Regions from separate parts of the Mus musculus genome. Here regions 2 and 3 are each linked to region 1. The links are chromatin contacts, called in public promoter capture Hi-C maps. All regions are on one chromosome and are shown on one strand. The core of a region is the stretch at or near the end of the contact, and the rest is flanking DNA. Distances in the headings are between cores, read along the strand shown. Region 1 holds the start of Arhgef25 (Rho guanine nucleotide exchange factor (GEF) 25). Region 2 holds the start of Pan2 (PAN2 poly(A) specific ribonuclease subunit). Region 3 holds the start of Stat2 (signal transducer and activator of transcription 2).

Region 1 (4,056 bases), core at 484-2,983:
CCCCAAGGGCCAGTGACCCCAACCTGCACTCTTTCCCAGGGTCCTTCTTCTGTGGGACTCCCTGCTCACCTCACATTGTCCGGTCTGACCACTCTCTGCCTCAGTTTCCACACTGAGACAATGTTTGGAATGATCCAACCATCTCCTCAGGCCAGTTACTGGTCCAGGGGGAATCGGAGAACACGGATCAGAGCTGAGGCCAGAGCTGGGGCCAGACAGGGCAGCCAGCCCCGAGACAGCAGACGCTGACATGCTCCCCTCACTGACGGCAATAGAATAGGATTCTGATGGGAGGAAAACGACATGAGTGGATGGACTCTGCCCCCCACCTCGGGAGTCCTAGGGGAACCCCCATGTTGTCCTCTCCATGATGTTCAGCCCGTCTCCCAGGGTCCCCTCATTTGCCACCCTCCTTTGGGTTGGCCAGGATAGAAATCTTTGCAAAGGCACTCTGGGGAGGAGGGACAGTAAGCTCCCAGGCCCGTGCTCCTCCAGTTCCATGTGAAGGTTCCCCATATCCTGAGCATAGCACAGATATGCGGGTGGGGGCAGCCATCTGGGCAGACACTGGAAACTGGGGGTAGCCATCTGCTTCCCTACAACACTCCCCCTTGCAATAGGTACAGACCATTCTCCCGGAGAGGGGTGAGAACAAAAGAACGAGGCTGTCTGCCACCTCCAGCCCCTCTCCTCCCACTCCAGTAATTACTATATATATTGTTTTGGACAGCCCCCCTCTCCAGCGCATGCACATACCCAACCCAGGGGGCAGTGAGGACAGCTCAGCGGGGCTATCTTTGGCCAGCAATTGGGAAGAGCTGCAATGTGAGTTCTTATAAAACCCTTTACAGGTAGGTAGATACCCCTCGCCCCACCCCCAGCCCACCATTCCTCTGCTCCCTTTTCGGAAGATATTCAGCCAGTGTGATCTGAGACACAAGGTTCTGGGCATCAGGCGATCACCAGAGAATTTTCCCTCCTGGCTAGCTGACTAAAGGAAAGAAATGGGTCCTCTGACCCTTCCTCAACTTCCTCAACTTGAATCAGCAGGAATCTAGAAGTGGAAAAGGACCTTAGATATTCTCTGTTAAATCATTTTTTTTCTGGAAAACACCCGTACATGCTCCAGCCCTAAAGCCCTAGGGCTAGAGTAAGCAGATGCCCTAACCCCAGCTCAAGCTCAATGCTGGCCCCCTCAGACCTCGCACTCACCACGTCCCCCCCGGGAGAAGCAGCAGCCGCATTTTGCCAGCACTTTTCGAATCACACGGGGACAGGCACAGCGACCCCCTTTGTGACCCCCCCGCATGGCGCCCGGGGCCCCCCGCACCCCCCACCCGGGCCGGCCATGCAGGGGGAATCACGGGGGGCGGGGCGGGGCGGGCGCAGGGCGCACACCCCCCTCCCTCCCTCCGGGGTCCAGGCTTGGAGAGGGGGGGAGAAAAAGGATGGGAGGCGGGGGTCCAGGAGTAGACGGAAGTCGAGGCAGGGGAGTCTGGAGGGAGGGCCGTGCGGGGCTGGGCCGCGGAGTTGGGCGGGGAGGGTTTCCGGAACCCCGGCGGTGCGGGGCCCAGGGTCCAGATGTCCAGCCAGAGGAAGGGGTGATGGGGGAGGCCCGGCCGGGATGCGACAGCCGCTCCAGCTCCGTCTCCGGCCTCGGCTTAGGGGTGGCTCTAGGCCCGGGCAGGGAGGTGCGGGGGCCGATTCCCAGAGCCACTGGAGCCGCGCGGGTCCGGGCCGAGCGGCGAGCGGAATAACAGGCCGGGCCACGGTGCTGCCGTGGGGCGGGGCCTCTGCGGCCAGGCTCCGCCCCTCCGCGCTTCCCCAGCCCCCTCCCCCAGGCACCTCCACGCTTGCAGTCCGGGTCCCCAGACCTCCGCCCCTCCTCCCAGGCCTGGGCTCCCTCTAGCATCCCAGCTGCAACTGCGGGGCTCTGGGTTGGGTGGGCGTGAAGGCTGGAGGTGGGTCTGCCTTGCTCGCCCCTTGGACTCTAAGATGAAGAATTCGCAGGATGGGGCCTTGTTGTGTGTGAATGGTTCTGAGGTTCTGGCTGTCTCCCCCGCCACCCCTCACCCCCATGCCCCGAGTAGGGCTTGTGTGCCTGGGGAACACTTTGTAGGGAACACAGCCCAGGTGCCGCCCTCTCCCCCGACCCATCTTTCCTCCAGGCCCCAGAACTCCAGCTAAAACTAATCACCAATTAAGGCGAAGTCCGGGCGCCTGGGCTGGCCCAGGGCCAGGGGTGGGGCGCGGGGACACTCCACTCCGCCTTCGGGGGCTCGGGACCCGCCGAAGTGAGGACACACATCGGGCTAGAAGAGAAGCGTGGTGTCTGCGATTTAATGGTCCCATGCAAATTAGGCGCAAGCCTTTATGCTAATATGAACAGAATCTATCTGAAGTCACCACTTTGCGCAGGATGGCAAATTGTGCCCCACCCAAGCCCAGCTTCTTACCGGGCTGCGGAGCCCAGGCGAGGACCTCAGGTTCGCGCTGCCCTGTCTGATCCTCCTCGATACAATCACTCTCTGTCTTGGTACTCCCAGGCCCTAAGGGATCTCTCTCCGGGGGCTGCCGAGACAGAGTCACTGTAAGGACCCTTTCCTAGGCTGCCACGACCTCCCCCTTCTTCTCTCCCTCCTGTCAAAATACACATTACTCTGAAAGCGTCAACCAGAACTTGGCATATGGCCCTCGTAACTGAATTTATGGATCCTTGCGACTGCTCCATATAACTTTTGTTTGCGGGGAAACTGAGTCGTGGAGTGCAATTCTCCTAAAGTCCTCTAAAGACCCCCCCGACCCCACCCGCGGTCCCTCCTCCTTACCCCCTCCTGCCCGGGTACGGCGCATGCGCGCAGCATGCCACCCATGACCCCCAGTATCCGGTCAGTGCGGCCAGGGGTGGGGCGGTCCGGGGGCTTCATGCTGGACCCCTACCCTGCTTCAAGTTTCAGGGCCGAGGGGCCACGGAAGCTGGGGGGCTCTGAGGCCTGCGTGCGTCCGGGGAGTTGCTACTGCCGAATCCGCCCCCCTGCCCGGCTCCGCCCCGGCTCCCACCGCAGCCAAACTTCTCAAAAGGGGTAGGGTTGTTCCCTTCTCCACAAACGTAGCTGAACCACAAACAAACCCCTCTTAATCCTGATTCCATCAATCCAAGTGTGGCCTAGGGCTTTGCAGGGTTATTGCAACGCCCAGCGTTAGCTCTGCCAGAGGAGAGTGACTCCTAGGAAGAGAAAGGGTCCATTCAGGCATGCAAGGAATCCCCATTACCCCATCTCCTCAGCGGGTCCACACCCCACCCCCACCCTGTCCGAGGAACAGAAGACGGGTGTGGCATAGAGTTGCATATTTCACTTTATTTTTATTAAATTAAAAGCTACAGTCTGGCAGCAATTCCAGATTTGGGGGGGGGGGGCGGTGAGGAGGCTCCTTATAGGGGCAGAGAAGAGCGAGAGACAGACTGACAAAGACAGACACGGGAGAGAAAGGGTCCGTTAAGGTAGGACTACTGTTATCTTAACACACAGCTGGCTGGGGGAGGCAGCTAATATCAGTCCAAGGTGAGACAGTATTCAGGGGCTGGAGTTCCAGAGACCCCATCCTTCCTACCCAGGTCCTTTCTCAGCTTAGTCACTGGAGCACGGTACATACCAGGAAAAGCCAAGGACACTGGAGAAGCAGGGGCAGAGAAAATATGTACACGGAGTGAGGGGACGGGAGCCTTGGAAAACAGCCTCTGCTGGAGCACTTGGCCAGTGGGGGGGCAGGGGAAGGGACCATGTCCTCTTCCCCTCTGAGTTCCCACCCCAGTCAGACATATCCCCTCAAGGATGGTGTGGGGGCAGAGAGAGGCGGGGGGAGCAGAGGCTTCCGTTGGATCCTAGTAGAGGACAGCGGGGGGCCTTGGCAAAGGAGCTGTCCCTCAGTCGTCTGTGATACCCTTGGCTCTCAGTTCCTCTTGCACCCTAGTCAGGTAGGTTGGGTCCGGATACCCAAACCTGGGGCAAAGAGAAATGAGGATCAGAGTTAGTCGTTTGGACTTGATCGTCCTTA
Region 2 (4,056 bases), core at 831-3,330, 1.1 Mb after region 1:
AGGGAGGATTACAAGTTCAAGTCTAGTTTGGACTCCTTACTGAGAATTCAGCTCAACAAACCAAAAAGTAACCGATTTACTCCAAGTATCTCAAGCTCCTTAACTCCCGTGGTCTGTGAGGTCTCTTTCAATTATGAGTCTTTAATATGGAGATTTCTGTGTAGGGACTGTCTGGGTCTCTTAGCACCTAAGTCCTTGTATGAAAATTTAAATCTAAGGACCAGCGAAGCCAGAGATCCTTTGAGTTAGGTGTTCTCTATTTTGATGTAGGATTTCTTGGTGTGTGGAATACCCAAGTGCCTATGTCCCCCTTGCCCACCCCATTACTATTTTATTTTGTTTTTTTTTTTTTTTTTTAGATAGAGTTTCAGGTAGGCTAGGCTGCAGAACATCCATAGATGAAGTCCCGATGCATCTGCCTCAGGGTTCTTTCTTGAAGTTCTACTTGCTTGCCTTTATTGAGAGAGAGAAAAATCACACACACACACACACACAGAGAGAGAGAGAGAGAGAGAGAGAGACAGAGGGACAGACAGAGACAGATAGACACTTAAATTTATTTATTATGTATGTGTGCCACAGTATGAATGTGAAGACAACCACATTGAGTCTCAGGGATGGAACTCAGACCCTGACAGTTGGTAGCAGTATCCTTACCTGCTGTACCATCTTGAAATCCTCTTTCACCTTTTTGAAAAGAAATACATTTTTATTTGGATGAGGGGGGTGTTTTGAGACAGGGTCTCACTGTCTAACCTTGGTCGGCCTAGAATTCACTACGTAGACCAAGCTGTCCTCAAATTCACAGAAATCCATTCTGCCTCCTGAGTGGTGGGATTGCCATCCCACTTAGCCTGGTTTTTGTTTGTTTGAAACAGGGTCTCATGTAACCTGACTAGCCTGGGACTTGCTATATAGAAGAAGCTAACCTTGAACACTAATCCTCCTGCCTCAGGATTACTGCCATTACAAATATACCTCCACTATGCCTGGCCCAATAAATGCTTTAAAAGTTTTATTATTGGTGTTTATTATTGGTGAGAACTTTCTTCCACAGGCACCTGTTGAAAGGGATATTCACCATGTAGCCATAGCAAGCCTGGTCCTTACTATCTATGTAGCCTAGGCTGGCCTCGAATTTGTAAGGGATTCCTGCCTCTGCTTTAATAATGCAGGTATTGTAGGTATGGACCACTAGTGGCACAGGGCCTTTAAAAACAGAGATGACAGAGCTGAGTTTGGGCAACCTAAGACATCTCACAGCCTGGACCAATTCCAAAGCAGTTTAGTACACAGCCAGTACCCCCAAATATTTTAGACACGGTGACACACTCTCACAGGAGAGGGAGAGGCAGTAGGATCTCTTAGTTGGAGATTAATCAAGAACCCCTCAGAATAGCTACAGCTCAGTTGACTCAGTTTACTGTTTATCTCTCTCTTGGGGTCAATGTCCAGCTCCACGGTCTAGGGGAATTTTGACAGTCTAGGAGACTTGTTTCTTGGGAAAATTAGGGGACCTCTGGGGACGACACAAACATTGATGGGAATTTCAGATGGATGCCTCTAGAAATAGAGAAAAGGTGGCCACTTGGGCCACACTAGAAGTCAGGCTCCCGCTTCCTTTTTCTTCCCCACATCTAGAAGTCATAGGAAATGCCAGTGAGTTTCGGGGGTACAGGGTCAGAGGTATTGGAATGGCTCACAGGCACAGCAAGATGAAGGTCTATACGCCGGGAATGATGAAGGCCACGCTGGGAATACCCACCGGGCGAGTCCCAGTGCTTAGCCTCTGGCGCCCCTTTAGTCTAGTTCTTATTCAGGGAGCGTAAAAGCTTGGCTTCAAAGTCTAAAGTTAATTTTGCTTAACAAAGCCTGAGAGCGAAGGGATTACTTTTCGTAACACCAAATAGATCCGCGCCTGATTCAGTTTGTCCCCGGTGGCATTCCGTAACCTTGTTTTGGCGGAGGCTACGTCACTCTCCTTCTCAGGCGCTGCCTGTACCTGGCTTTTTCTGATTGGCTGGGATGAGCCCGTGGCCCCCGCTGATTGGAAGCGATGGCTGCCAATCCACCGTCCGTCTTGCTTGGGTTAGGTTGAGCTAGAGGCGGGGGAGTAGTAGGGAAACTGGAATTTCCCGCGGAGCTGACGGCGCTTTCTCTACCCCCTACTCGTTTGAATTCCACGCGCTCCAAAATATCCGCCATGGAGAAATCTTGGTAATGACCCATTCCCCGTAAGCATCCCAGGAACACGTCTTGACCTTTGCCCTAATCCTTCCCCTCCCGTCCCCTGCGCTGGGGGAGAATTCTGGGTAACCAGTTTCTCTGGTTCGCTCAAAGAATTCTGGGTAGCTATCCGTTTCCATTACTTCCCCCTTACCCCCGCCCCGTTTGTGGGTAACTGGCCGTTCTTGTTACCCACCCCCTGGAGAATGCTGGGTAACCACTGTAAAGGATTCTGGGAAACTGGCTTGTCTTGCCCCCTTCACCGCCCAGCCCCTTTGTCTCATGTCCAATTCTAAGAAACAAGCATTTCAGAGCTCTCCCCCGAACTCCAGCCCCTATCAAACCCGCTCCCTTCACCTTGTGGTTCAGGAGAAAGGGAAGTCAAGAGTTAGATCATTTGGTGGGCTGGCAGGGAACTTAGGAAGTTTAGAGGTGCAGAGTAAGGGACACTGTCATGCCACTCACAGTACAGCGTTGCCCTTGTCCTCTTCATGCATGCTTCCGTCTTTGCCTGGCAGTCTCATCCCCTCTGCCTACCTGATTGTCCTGTCCACATAGAAGATACTTCCAGTACCTAGGCCTATCCCTGACTGCGCTGCCTCTTTCCCTTGCAGGCCAGAATGTCCATTCTAGGTTCACTGGTGCTGTCCTCCTGAAGGCTGGGTCACTTGTCTGTAGGAAGCGTGGCAAGGGAGGGTGTGACTCCGGTCTGACCAGCGGCCACTATCGTCATGAACTTTGAGGGTCTGGATCCTGGACTGGCCGAATTTTCCCCAGCTATGCATTCTACCCTGGACCCAGTCCTGGATGCCCACCTGAATCCAAGTTTGCTACAGAATGTGGAGCTAGACCCAGAGGGAGTGGCCTTGGAGGCTCTTCCTGTCCAGGAGTCAGTGCACATAATGGAAGGTGTCTACTCTGAGTTGCACAGCGTGGTGGCTGAAGTGGGAGTGCCTGTGTCTGTCTCCCACTTTGATTTACATGAGGAGATGCTGTGGGTGGGGAGCCATGGGGTAAGAACTATACCCCTTTCTGAAGGCTGAAAGGGTGTATTAGAAATCTTTATCTGGTCTTTGCCCAAGGACAGCTCTTTGCAGGTAGTCAAAACTGAGTTGAACTGATGAGAGTTAGCTGGGTCTTTCAAACCAACAAGGGAGTGGAGAGATTAACTACATATTTAGTTTCATAAGGCATTCCACTCTGTCAGTTCTCCTATCACTACTGTGTTTTTGCGACAACATCTCTCTCTATAGTCCAGGCTGATCTAGAACTCACAGCAGTCCTCCTGCTTTTGCCTCCAAAGTGCTGAGTTTCCTTGTATGTAACCATATCTGACTGTTGTTTATTGTTTTTGTTGTGTTGTTGTTTGTTTATTGTTTTTAAAGACAGGGTCTCTCTATCCCAATCTGGCCTTAAACTTTATGTATAGCCAAGGATCGTCTTGAATGTCTGATCCTCCTGCCTCTATCTCCTGAGCGCTGGGAAGATAGACACCAAACCCATATTCAGTGTATGTTGCTGAGATAAACCCCGAGGCTTTTTGCACAGCAGGCAAGCACTGAACTCACTCCTACAGGTCAAATCCTGGTTTTGTTTTGTTTTGTTTTTTGTTTGTTTTTTGTTTTTCGAGATAGGGTTTCTCTGTGTAGCCCTGGCTGTCCTGGAACTCACTTTGTAGACCAGGCTGGCCTTGAACTCAGAAATCTGCCTGCCTCTGCCTCCCGAGTGCCTGGTTTTGTTTTAAGATAGGGTTTTGCTGTGTAACCCAGGCTGGCCTCAGATTTACAACCCTAACATCATCTCCAGAGTGCTGAGTTTATAGGGGTATCA
Region 3 (4,056 bases), core at 1,064-3,563, 1.1 Mb after region 1:
TACAGAAACACTGGAAAAACACTCAGGCACATAAAATAACAACAAACAAATCTCCACAAAAAGGTAGGCAGATTTCTGAGTTCAAGGACAGCCTGGTCTACAGAGTAAGTTCCAGGACAGCCAGGACCACACAGAGAAACCCTGTCTCGGAAAAAAAAAAAAAAAAGTCTTCACAAAAGACACAACAAAATAACATGGATGAAGATGTGCCAGTGGATTTGAAGTCTCTGAAGACCGTCTGGTGAGTATCGATACAGCCCAGCCGTCTAAACGTGGCAGTCCTCAGTAGACTCTGTCCTTGTCCCAAATTAAAGCCAGGTGACCTTCATGGAAGATAAGATCAATGTCCTCACTGTTGAACCTTTCTGTCCCTGGCTTATTTGCAAAGGCCCTGGCCAATGTCAACATTGGGAGCCTCATCTGCACCACAGGGGCTGATGGGTTTGCTCTAGCAATTGGCCCAGCCCCTTTCACCTCAGCAGCCCCAAATATCTCTCCTATTCATAGGGCAGAGAAACAGGAGCAGGATTGTGGAACTACCGAAGCTACCCAGGGACTCTTACTTCTCAATGGCCGGACTGTATGGTAATCTGGGTCCCCCATAAGTGGGTGGGCATTAAATGGGGAGGTCACTCTGACCTAGAAATGACAGAAATTGTGCTGCACTTCCCATATCCTTACCCCTTTGCTAAACAGAACATAAGCTTGGAGGTAGGTGGTAGATTGGGGGTTCCCTGAATCTTGGGCTCCCTGCAGACTATAACCTTCAAAGACATGGTCTGCATGTTTTGGGGTTCTCCCTTTTTCCAGGGTGCTCAGCTCCTGACATGCATAGCCTCCGACTCATCCTGATGTCAATCCAGCTGCTTTGCTATCTCCTGCTGTGTCCTGTGGATGCCACTTCACACGGAGAGGCAACCAGTGTCTCTACGGTGCTCCCTCCCTCGAAGTTGGGATACCAGATGCAGACCTCAGACAAGCCCTTGTCCTGCCAGATGCTGCTCCCCAAGTCCCTGCCTGGCTTCACTTACATGCCCCCTGTCTCCAAATTCCTGGTAGGCCTGGCTCTAAGGAATGCTCTGGAGGCAGCTGGCTGCCAGGCTGAGGTCTGGGCTCTTCAGCTTCAGCTTTACCGATTAGGAGGTGTGGAGGCTACACAAGCCCTCATCCACCATCTCCAGGAGCTCCAGAAGAGTGGACACACAGACCGGGAAGTGTCTGTGGATGCCCTGTCCTCTGCTCTGCAGCTCTTAGCCTGGGAGCAGCCAGGTCCAAAGAGGGCCAAACGTTCGATTTCCAACACAGACTGCGACAATGATCAGGAACAGAGTGTCCACAATGTGGTTGACCTACTACCAGCAGTAGGCACCTACTACAACCTAGGCACAGCTTTGTATTACGCCATTAAGAACTGCTCTGACAAGGCCAAGGAACGAGGTCGAGATGGGGCCATAGATCTGGGTTATGATCTCTTGATGGCCATGGTAGGCGCGTCAGGGGGCCCAGCTGGTGCGGTGATCACGGCTGCTCTTAAGCCAGCGATGAAGGCTGGGGTTCAGCGGCTGATCCAGTATTATTATGATGAGAAAGAGGTGACCACCCCTCAGCCAGAGGTGACCACCCATCAGCCAGAGACCGGAAAGGATGCCACCACAGATATCGGTGTTGTGGAAGAAATAGCCATGTCTAATTTTGTGTCAGAAGTTGAAAGTACAACTTCTAACTGGGAGTGGCCTTTATTAAAGAACTATGGTGTCTTGGCGTACAAGAGATAGTAACAAAACAACCAATAAGTGGAAAATTCTGACAAGAGAAGTGTAGATGGATGGATGGGTGGGTGGATGGTTTGGGATACTGTCATCGCTTGCCAGTAATTTCCTTCTTGAAACTTAGATTTTTACACTCTAATGGGGCTGGCTAACTTCCACCTGAACAAGTGATTATAGAAATTAAAAAGCGTTATCATGAACCCACAGTATTTATCATTCATATCCTCAAAAATACCTTATTACCTCAGCTCTTCCCTCCCTATCCTAAGGGACGCAGGTCCCACCCTTTCTATGGAGTCCTAGGTGCCTTCACGCACCCTGGTTTCAGTTTCCTTTCCCTAGAACTCACGGTTCGGTTCGGGTAAATCAGCTGCTAGAATTCCTGGCTAAGACTTTAGTTGGGCTCCGCCCGACTAGGGGGGCGGGAGCGGGCACTAACGAGCTTCTCCCTCTCCGCCAATCACTGAAGTCGGCGGTGTGGTTTCAAGCAGCTTGTCCAGCCCAGCGCTGAACGGGGTTGTGTTTCAGCCAATGAGAGTGACACGCGGGGAGGGCGTGGCTAAGCTTTCGGTCGCCCCACCGATCCCGGAACGCCGAGCGTCCACAGCCGGGTGATCCATTCCGCCAGCCGGGTGACCCATTCCGCTGTTCGCTATCTTGGTCCGCCGGAGTCGGGGGAGGGTGGAAAACGGGTCCTTGAACCGCTTGGAGAATTGGAAGTTGCAGCGAGAGCACTGGAAGGAGCGGCACTGGACCCTCAGAAGGTACAGGCCCCGAAAGGGTGTGCGGAGCGGGGCGGAGGTGCCAGCCGGTTCCCGGGAAGGGCTGCTGCCCCGGGTGATGCCCCTGTAGACAAGGCTTCTGCTCTCTGGCTGAAGTCGAACACCCTGCAGGATGCTGCACCGCTGCACAGTTCTACTTCTCAACCCTGTCGACTTCCTTCCAAAACTCCTCCGCAACCCTTGCAGCTGCTCTATGTACCCATTATGATCCTTGTCATAAGCCAAAGCTTTAACCTCTGCTCTGCGAATCTATTTACTTATTTGTTTGCTTCCTTATTATATTTTTAAAATTTGTATGCATGTTGTGTTTATGTACTAGGTGCGTGCCTGAATTGGCCAGAAGAGGGCCGAATTTACTAGGACTGGAGTTAAGATGGTTGTGAGCAGCCATGTGGGGGCTGGGAACCGAACCCAGGTCCTCTGGAAGAGCAGCCAGTGCTCTTAACCATGGAGCCATCTCTCGAGGCCCTTTACATAATTTTTGATCCTTGCACAAATAAATAAATAAATAAGAAAGACATCCTTGATCATTATGTGTGTGTGTTTGTATAATATATATATATACACATATGTATATATATATATTATATACATATAATACATATAAACTATAGTCCTAGAGGTGAAACTGTTTGCTTAAGGTTACACACAAAGTCTAGTTTATTTCAGAAAACCTTATTCAGTGCAAAACTGATATCGGAGAGTGAAGCCAACTAGAGAAAGTACTTTGTTGCAGCCCCTATAGCCTACGTGCAGTTAGTTCACTTAGGCAGACTTTGGGTGTGAGGGTTGAGACAGGGTTTCTCTGTGTAGCCCTCCTGTCCTGGAAACTCAAAGATCCACCTGCCTCTTCCTCCCAAGAGCTGGGATTAAAGGTGTGCACCAACACCACCCGTCAAGTTTTTGTTTCTTAGAAGCAATACAGGCATATAATTTAAAGAGTCAAGTACCCGTTTGGAGCTGTAGCTCAACCAAAGCTTTCACAGAGAGTAAGGCACGAGGATCAAGGATTGCAAGAAAGCTAAAATGAAAACAAACATTTTGTTTGAAGAGAGATTGGATCAGGGCTATGGAGATGGTTCTTCAGTTAAGAGCACTGTCTGCCCTCCCAGATGTCCTGAGTTCAATTCCCAGCCATGGTGGTTCACAACCATCTATAATCCTAGAGTCCTATAGGATCCAATGCCGCTTCTGATCTGTGGGTGAACATGCAGACAAAACATCCAACATATACATAAAATAAAATTTTTAGAAGGAGAATAATTGGATCTCCTGCCCAATCTCTTCCCTTCTCCATTCCTGCCTTTAAGGAAAGAAAGTCAACGCCTGGACTCTAGGTGGCAATGTTTGCTCTGTAGTAGAATCATGTGACCTTTAAAGAACACTTGTGTTTCTTCTAAGCTTTTCAGCTCTAGGTACAATAAGAGTAAGATTTTTATTTTTTCCTTTTTATTTATTCTTCTCTCATACATCCTGACCATATCCTCCCTTTCCTTCCCTTCTCC

The links. Promoter capture Hi-C pulls out the DNA fragments that hold promoters and counts their contacts. Capture Hi-C pulls out chosen DNA fragments and counts their contacts.
Region 2: a promoter capture Hi-C map of pancreatic islet shows a contact between it and region 1. The contact joins the promoter of Pan2 here to the promoter of Arhgef25 in region 1. A contact is called at or near these places in 3 of 9 other capture datasets (adipose tissue, liver and pancreatic islet).
Region 3: a promoter capture Hi-C map of neural stem cells shows a contact between it and region 1. The contact joins the promoter of Stat2 here to the promoter of Arhgef25 in region 1. A contact is called at or near these places in 2 of 39 promoter capture datasets (neural stem cells and pre-B cells), 2 of 115 datasets of contacts at active chromatin or transcription factors (astrocytes and bone marrow-derived macrophages) and 2 of 9 other capture datasets (liver and pancreatic islet).

Annotation. Positions count from the first base shown.
Region 1 is chr10:127,187,039-127,191,094 of GRCm38.p6, forward strand. It overlaps Arhgef25 (Rho guanine nucleotide exchange factor (GEF) 25), which reads right to left and starts at 1,734. Exons shown (of 15, transcript NM_001358557.1): 1 at 1,213-1,734; 2 at 70-284. The coding sequence starts at 1,309. It overlaps Dtx3 (deltex 3, E3 ubiquitin ligase), which reads right to left. Exons shown (of 6, transcript NM_030714.2): 6 at 3,340-4,001. The coding sequence ends at 3,926.
Region 2 is chr10:128,301,255-128,305,310 of GRCm38.p6, forward strand. Pan2 (PAN2 poly(A) specific ribonuclease subunit) reads left to right here and starts at 2,081. Exons shown (of 26, transcript NM_133992.3): 1 at 2,081-2,217; 2 at 2,841-3,239. The coding sequence starts at 2,958.
Region 3 is chr10:128,268,185-128,272,240 of GRCm38.p6, forward strand. It overlaps Stat2 (signal transducer and activator of transcription 2), which reads left to right and starts at 2,314. Exons shown (of 24, transcript NM_019963.2): 1 at 2,314-2,533. It overlaps Apof (apolipoprotein F), which reads left to right and starts at 515. Exons shown (of 2, transcript NM_133997.3): 1 at 515-585; 2 at 811-3,066. The coding sequence starts at 828. The coding sequence ends at 1,775.